3 separate regions of the Mus musculus genome follow, and all the other regions are linked to region 3. The links are chromatin contacts, called in public Hi-C maps. All regions are on one chromosome and are shown on one strand. The core of a region is the stretch at or near the end of the contact, and the rest is flanking DNA. Distances in the headings are between cores, read along the strand shown. Region 1 overlaps Fggy (FGGY carbohydrate kinase domain containing). Region 2 overlaps Fggy (FGGY carbohydrate kinase domain containing). Region 3 has its middle 7.3 kb from the start of Gm32240.

Region 1 (2,700 bases), core at 149-2,648, 560 kb before region 3:
TATGCTTAGTCAGTTATTCAGTCCACCAATTGAAGCACCCCTTCCTTATTAAAGCCTTCTCCATAGTACCCCAAACAAGGTATACCACTGTATGCCATATGGTGGGTCCTTTCATGGTGGTTCCAGCACACATATCACTCTTAGAAGAGGAGATTAAAAATTACAGAACATCTTAAAAAATACTAAGTGCTTATGTGTCCTTCATCAACAAATGGCAGTTCCTCTAGACCACTTCTGAAAGCAGTTATGTTCTACACAGCCAAAACCTTCAACAAATAGAATTCACTAAGGTTTTAAGATCTGTGGCAATTATCCTTTTGTCTTCCTAGGTTCAGCCCAAATTCCTAAGTTTCATCATTTGTTTTTACTTCTTTTAGAATTTCCATGGATGCAATATTTTTGTGCCTACTTCTCTCATTTCTTCTTTGTGTTACTTTATAATTGTTGCACTTATCCACTATATGTAGATGCAGTCTATTCATTAAACATGTAAGTCAGCATATGAATATGATAGTTTAGCAATATGTTCTACTAATGGAAATCCAAACAGGGGATAGTATGATATATGATGTATTAAAAAGGCTCTGTGTATATTGTTTCACAGTGCGGGAGTTTCCCCAAGATTTTATCTAGGAATGAAATTGGTAGAGTGTTGAGCATATGCATACTTAAATGTACTTTGACATGATTATGCAATTTACGCTTCCTCCCCATCTCTTCCTCTGGACTATAACTGACTCAAGGGCTACTTCTACTCTTCGTTATGCCCCATGCCTGGCTTGCAGTCGGTGTTGAACAAGGAAGGTACTTTGGAGCTAAGGCACTCTATATTGAACATAGGTCTGCCAACCTAATAACAAAACCTATGGGTTTTTGTTCTACCACATTTTCCTTATCTACAAAAACTTTATGATCAGTTGTACGGTATTACTTACTTCCCAGTGTAATAGGACTGATCAAATGTAGATCGAGGTAACAACACAAGAAGGTATGGGAATTGTTACCACTGTTTCTCCACTTTGCACCTGGACCAGAGGCCCCAGGATGGGACATGTGAGAGAGGCTTGTCAACAGGAAATGTCCCGTGCATTTATATGGATTAATATAACTTTGTGGAGGGAAGTAGGGTTTCAAATATCACTGCAAAAAGAACAAGGGAGACCAATTAATGGTTCTGAGTCCACACTGCACCTGTGTCCCCAAACTGTTCACTAACACAAATGAAGCTTGCTGATCAAAACAAGCATTTTTAAGTGCTTTTTATCCTGTGGCATGGTTTAACTGTGCTCAAGCTCAAAGCAGAGCTGTGCAAAAGCTGGATTAACAACTGTGCTCCACTCTGCACTGTGGATTCAAAAGTAAAGGCCAGCTTCTTATTTACATGGAAAGATCTTAGGCTTTTGTGGTTTCCTGTTGTGCCCTGGTGCATCTGCACTTTGGTTTCTGGGTTTGTCTTTAGAGCGATACAAACAGTCTCTCTCACTATTCAAGAGAACATAAAAATTCCACAGTCTCTAATTGCTAGCAGATTTTACCAGATCCTCTGTCATGGCTCCTCAGAACAGCTGGACCTAAGCCTTCCAAAGGACATCTTCGAAAGGATAGTGATTTGAGAGATTCCTGTAGTGTGCCCAACACCAACCAGGGACGGGCTCTTCAGCTTGATGCTATTCGTATTTTATTAATATTTATTCATTTACTTCACTCTTAGAACCATTTATCATACATTTAGGCTCTCGTTTATATAAAATATCCTTTGCTAGGGACGGAGAAAAATAGTTGTGGAAAGATTCGGTTGTCCTCTTATGACATTTGTTGCAGGCATTTTTGAATCCCCCATTACAGCCTTTGTAGACACTACAATTATAGACCCTGTGGCTCATGGCATGGCTCCCTAGCAGAGCACATGCTTACCATACACAAAGCCCTGGGTATTAGCCTGGCACTAATAAGTAAATAAATGAAATAAAGTAAAATGAAGTGAGAGATACTTATCTACTGCTTTCCATAAGACCTTACTAAATCAGCCCTCATGGTTGGGGCTGGAGTTTCTCAGGTCTGATATGTGCCTATTAGCTGAGCTGCACTGGCTTACGGCTCAATGGAAAACATAGAGAGGGAAACAACTAATGACATGTAACCTGGAGTCCTTCCTGTAGCAAACCAGACTCTGATCAGCTATAGAACCCTTGAAATCTGAGCTAACAATGATGGAGCAACAGAGGATGCCATGAAAACAGCTTAGGGGTTGTGTAGATGGGCACCCAAGCTGTTACCCTTTCGCTTATTAGCCGTGGTACATGGAGTAAAGCCCTCAGTTCCTTTGTGAAAGAAGAAAGGAATAAAAGAAAAGAAAACATCACCTGTTCTTACTGTTGTACTGCCTCTGGGCACTGAATTCCTTAAATACTTCCTACACTGAAAAGCATTGAGAAAAAAAAATTCTTTTTTTCATTCTTATTTTATTTCTTTCTAAGAAGAAACCCCATAAACAAGAAAAACTAAACAGCCACCAAGAACAAGTCCTCTGTCCATCACTGGGGCTTTGCTCACGGGGTCTGCTTTCTCTCTATGGTTGTGTGGTTCCTCTCAGGGTCTGGCAGACTTTTAAGAGCATGCCCCACAGCTCAAACTGGTCCCAGGGACATTCATAAGATATTCATCAAGAAGAAGAGTATCTTTCAAAGAATATATAAAAAA
Region 2 (2,700 bases), core at 46-2,545, 660 kb before region 3:
TCCCATTGCTCTTATCATCAGCTTTGCATATCCTCTCTCCCTAACCTGTCTTTGCTCTTTTCATTGCTTCATTTTCTCTTACTTCATTGCCTGCTTCTTGGGCAGTGGAATGTAAGCTCTGTGGCTGATGACATTCAGAGCACAGAAAGCTGGTGCCAGAAGGTAAAGGAGATACCGGAGTTTTGAGTAGAGCTGGGTAGAGAGACTAAGGACAGTGACACTGACTTCAAAACATTTAAAGACCTGATGATAGCCCTTCCTGCCCATAATTCATTACAATCCTATGACCGAGCATGTTGACATTGTTCTTTTGCAATGCATAAACACTTCATCAACATGTGTGGAACAACCATAATAGTAGTTCCTGACCCTTGCTATGGAACTTACATGGGTTGTTTCATGTAAAGCGATTAGAAGAGTGTCCAGCATGCAAACAGCATCAGAAGCAGCATCTGCCACACCGCTGTGTGCACAGATATGGTGGGTTTGTGTGTTCTGCTTCTGTGAATTATATATGGCGTGTATTGCACGTATTTTTGGTTTTTAAAACAAAGCTTGAAATTTCTACAATGAACGATGTGAAACATGTGCTCCCTATTTTAAATTCAAAGTAGGCAGTGTTGAACATTTTATAGGGATTGTTTTCAGTGTTTATGTAGTCAGAAACTTTTAATATGTTTGTAATAGGCATATACGACTTTTTAATCAAAGATTTAAAAGTTTTAAGACATGTAAGCGGGGAGGCGCAAGTTAAGAGCTCAAAATCTGGAACCGATGAAAATATGCTAATGGGGAGAATGATTGGCTAAAAGTCCCAAACACAACTTCTTAGGGGTAAATATGAGTCAAAAGAACTAGATGGAAGGAAGAGAGGACTGGAGATATGAGAAACAAGAAATCACAGCAGTTGCAACACCAGCAAATAGCCATTTCTCTGTAGGCTGCAGGGAATGCCTGTGGCAAAGGCTGGGACAGTGCACACACTGCTGCAATAAGAGGAACAGTTATACACAGCAGGGGTGTACAATGGTATTTCACTAATAACTTTGAAAGTTTGCTGGGGTGGTATGTGTGACCCCTCTCCTCCCCATCTGTCCTGTCCTTCGTTACTTCCCTTCTTTGTACCAAATGAGAAGCCTACTAGACGGAACTGCAATTTTGTCTTGTCCAGACTCAATTATTCCTTCAACTTCAAGAAACTAGATATTTTTTATTCCAAAGGAGGAATGGGATTGCTTTAGAAAGACAGCATTTAGCAGCCCTTGCAATGTTCATTAGTGCCACTGGGTGTCACTATTGCAAAACCAACAAAAAAACCAACCATTAAAAGGAAAAGTAACAACATTTAACTCAAGACACTACGAGAGTGATACCGGATCCAAAAGCAGACACTATATTGCAGAAGGTAGAAACAACTCATTTCTCTATGGCGATTATTAATTTCCGCCTTAATTCAATGGCTCACCCTAAGAAGAAATGACATTTCATTTCCCATTTGCAGATGTTGTTTTCTTTTCTTAAAACATTCCCATTTATTCACTAAGATGAAATCCACACAGAAAGTTTGCAGTACCAGTCGCTTTGTAATCACACTGTCTTCACCGGAGAAAGAAGCTTCCAGAATGAAAACACAAGAGAGTGAAGGAGGCCTGGCTGGGAGGAAAATAAATGCAGCTAACATTAGCTTGCTACTCACCTCAAAGCCATAATCTTATTAAATATATTTAAACATGGTTTTCATTTAGATTTGGCAGCTTGATTAATAGGGATGTATTAAATAATACCTGGCTGTTAAGGGTATATTTAGAAGTCACTGCCATGTAAAGCACACAACGTGCATAATCCAGCTTCATTATTACTTAAGGCTTCTCTGTTCTCTTGGCTGTGGGCACACACATATTAAACATTTAGCATGCACACTCAATGCGTGTTCAGCCCTTTTAAAAAGGCTTTCTGTTTAAACAGAAACATGCAATGGAAAATGAACTCAACTCTAAGAGAAAGGTAACGGATGCTTCCCTTTGCGGACCACTGTCCTGTTATCCAAAGAAAGGAGAGGGGAAGGTCCGGAGCAGTAGCTCAAGTAGCCAGCCTTAAAAAGATGCTCGGCTCCACAGAACCAAGGAAGGGTTCTGTATCCGAAATTTTTTCTTTATCAAAGCTGAGGTCAGTGAATGGCACCTGAACCACGAGGTAGTAAAGGAAGTAGAGGGGATGTGTTAGTGGTCAACAGAGGTGGGGGGGGGGGATGGATCGGTACTGTCCTGGGAATAATACTAGCCAGTAAACAAGGATAGGGACTGTAAGGAGGGATTGCTCTTAATGGCCAGGGAGACAGACAGAGAGAGAGAGAGAGAGAGAGAGAGAGAGAGAGAGAGAGAGAGAGAGAGAGAGAGAGAGAGAAAGACACCTCTAGTCAAAGTGGTTTATCTGCTTGTTTGTTTGTTGATAGTCTCCCTCCTGCACATTTTCTTTTTTGAGACAAGAACTCATTTTGTAGCCCAGGCTAGCCTCAAACTCCATCTGTATCCAAGGCTGACCTTGATTCATGCTGATCCTTCAGGCAAGGCCTCCTGCATGTTACCACACCTAGCGCTGCTGAGTGTTTTTATAGGGGGAAAAAAAAAGGGCTATCTCTGGCCTGCAGAACCCGCTTGGTCAGTTGGCATATTCTGCTGCCCTCTGTGAGTTTGCTTAGTA
Region 3 (2,700 bases), core at 20-2,519:
TGTCAACTCATTATAAGCATTACCATCACTAGCAGGCATATGCTTTACGAAGCTGAAGGCTGCAGTTGCCTGTGTAGCCCCAGGCAAATCCTCTGGCAGTACACTTAGCTGAACACCTATTGTCCCTGCACTATCTCCTGTTCTTCCAAGCCCCTTGCCTCACAAGGGTGCTTGGGGTGCCTGGCAGTGGAATTGTGTGGAGCAGAGTGGGACAAGAGTTTGCCTTCCAGCCTAGTTTGCATGCCTGTTTTCTCTTACGCTGGAGTCTCAGTCTCAGACACCAAGCCTGAACCCTGTTGTTCTCCTCTCACTGGCTCTTCCTGCTTTCTCAGCACTTCAACCTCTAGCCACAAACTCTCTAAGTGCATTGCCAACTTTGCAAACCTTTCTAACACAAGAGAATTGAGTAACCCTTCTGAGTTCTCAGCTTTCCTCCCAATCTTTTTCAAAATGATATACATGAAAACTACGAAGCAAAACCAGAAAGCCCCATCTGGAATCAAGGCAGGAAATCACCCAGCAGCAATAGCTGATGTTTTGCCTACCTCCTTAAATAACATTGCTAAACCATCAAACTGCTGATTCCTCTACTACATTAGAAATGAAGTATGAACTTATGCCTAATTTCCATGATGGACACTTAGATATTTTTTTCAAAACTTACTTTATTTAAGGTTCTTAAATGCTTCAACCTCCCTTCTAACCCACCAACCAGAAGTAGGAGGAAAAGAAGGTTAATAGGAAAAGCGTGGTATGGGCCTGCTTAGAAGTAGTTCCGTGAGGTAATTACTCTCTTCATTGTCAGAACATCAGCAATCTAGTTCAATAGCAAACACCAAATACAAATCAGTAGCTGCTGTATGATCCAGTAGAAACAGCAAGGCTCCACTAAATTGGCAGGAGTTAGAAAAAACAGCCAGAATACCCATAAGCACTCAGCAGAGAGGAGGCAGAGAGGTAGAGGGAGAGGGACAAGGACAGGGGGAGGGGAAAGGAGGGGAGAGAGAGAGAGAGAGAGAGAGAGAGAGAGAGAGAGAGAGAGAGAGAGAGAGAGAAACCTATGGGGAAACTCCCATTCAAATCAGCACAGTGGCTTCACCTGAGACACGACACAGAGATGTTTGGAGAAGTTCTTTGGTGTGTTCCTCTCTACAAAGTGAATACTAACAAAGACCAGTGAAAACCAGCGAAGACCAGGAAGCATTGCACAATATAACAATGCAAGAGTGTCCTCTCACAGTTTGTGGGGTTCCATTTATAGTCTTTCTAAATCTCACGTACCCTCTCACGTGTCTGATTTCAGCAAAACATCACATGCCCTCTTACAGGACAGCTCTCCACCCTGCCCCCCCCCAAATCACGTGACACGCTGAGTTGTTAAAGAAACCGGAAATTTCCACTTCAGAAAATGCTCACAGACCATTCTGCTAGAGTTTCTTTCTCCTGGGTGACTAACTATCATATTTAAGCTATAGTTCTTAAGTATGAATTGAGCTGTTGTACCTACTAGCTATAGGGCTATGGAGACATCATCTAATTTCTCTGTGCCTTGGCTTCCTCATCTGTAAATGCATAGTGTGATGGGTATTGTGGGAGTTAAAGGATATGTACAGACATTCCTCACACACTTCTTCAACAATAAGAACAACTAATTATTCCTTTCCAGTGTGGATCATCATGGTAGGGAGTGTGGTACCAAACAGGCTGCCATGGTGCTAGAGCAGTAACTGAGAGCTCCGATTGGATCCACAGATTGCAGACAGAAAGAGATCAATACTGGGTCTGGTGTGGGCTTTTGAAATCTCAAAGCCCCACTGAAAGATCTTGACTGGGCCTCCACATTCCACATTGCTCTCAGCACTACTATCTTCCATGATCCCCTGGATCACCCATTAAGATACATTTAAAGTGCTCAATTGCCTCCCTAGTCCAAAGTCCCAAAATCTGCCAAATTTCTCCAACAAAGTGCACTATCAGGTCTGCCACAGCATCAAGCCACTTCTGTATTAGTTAGTGTTATATTGCTGTGAGATAACACCCTGACTAAGGCATGTTATAAAGGAAAGCATTTAATGGGGGTTTTGCTTACAATTTTAGAGGGTTAGTCCATGATCATCATGGCAGGAAGCATAGTAACAGACAGGAAGGTATGCCACTGGAGCAGTAGCTGACTGCTTACATCTGACCTATAAGTACTTGGGGGGGGGGTGCTGCTAGAAGGCCACACCTCCTAATCTTTCCTAAACCAACTGGAAACCAAACATTAAATATGTGAGTCTATGGGGCAGTGCTCATTAAAAGTGATTTCACCTTAAGCACATAGATGCTTGGAAAAATGTGCCCTTAGACACTAGTTCCAATGACTGGGCAGGTGACCCAGGCTGGCAGCCAGGAAACAAGCACTGTTCTATCCACCCAGAACATTCTACCAGTTCTTTTTAGTCTCTTCTCCTGAGGTGATTACCAGTCAGGGGATTTATGACAGACCTTGAATTGGCTTCTAACCTGTTGGGAGATGATACGTGCTCTGCCCGGGTGTCAAATCATGTCTCAGGTGCTTCATGGGCTCTGATAGAGTCTTGGTTACTTTCCTACCAGGGTGATGAGGATAGAAAGGATCTTCCTAGGATCAGAAAAGCCTTCTCTGGGTTTTAAAGCATGGGCAGGCACTTTGTACACAGTTAAAGAACATTTGAGACA

The links. Hi-C and Micro-C count contacts between places; a contact is called where the count stands out from the background.
Region 1: a contact with region 3 is called in a Hi-C map of bone marrow-derived macrophages, with 14 read pairs. The contact joins two enhancer-like sites. A contact is called at or near these places in 1 of 484 Hi-C or Micro-C datasets (bone marrow-derived macrophages) and 1 of 115 datasets of contacts at active chromatin or transcription factors (large pre-B cells).
Region 2: a contact with region 3 is called in a Hi-C map of bone marrow-derived macrophages, with 14 read pairs. The contact joins two enhancer-like sites. A contact is called at or near these places in 2 of 484 Hi-C or Micro-C datasets (both in bone marrow-derived macrophages) and 2 of 115 datasets of contacts at active chromatin or transcription factors (bone marrow-derived macrophages and fibro-adipogenic progenitors).

The regions. Positions count from the first base shown.
Region 1 is chr4:95,776,744-95,779,443 of GRCm38.p6, reverse strand. The region is part of intron 8 of Fggy (FGGY carbohydrate kinase domain containing); the gene reads right to left. Among named protein-coding and RNA genes, the nearest start is that of Hook1, 190 kb to the left of the region's middle. Within about 2 kb of position 1,398, at least 31 of the 459 cell types and tissues checked have an H3K27ac peak or open chromatin away from gene starts, as enhancers often do. A contact at or near this core is called in bone marrow-derived macrophages, where this site is marked.
Region 2 is chr4:95,870,001-95,872,700 of GRCm38.p6, reverse strand. All of the region lies in intron 14 of Fggy (FGGY carbohydrate kinase domain containing), which reads right to left. Among named protein-coding and RNA genes, the nearest start is that of Hook1, 96 kb to the left of the region's middle. Within about 2 kb of position 1,295, at least 13 of the 459 cell types and tissues checked have an H3K27ac peak or open chromatin away from gene starts, as enhancers often do. A contact at or near this core is called in bone marrow-derived macrophages, where this site is marked.
Region 3 is chr4:95,213,895-95,216,594 of GRCm38.p6, reverse strand. No RefSeq gene overlaps it. Among named protein-coding and RNA genes, the nearest start is that of Gm32240, 7.3 kb to the right of the region's middle. Within about 2 kb of position 1,269, at least 76 of the 459 cell types and tissues checked have an H3K27ac peak or open chromatin away from gene starts, as enhancers often do. A contact at or near this core is called in bone marrow-derived macrophages, where this site is marked.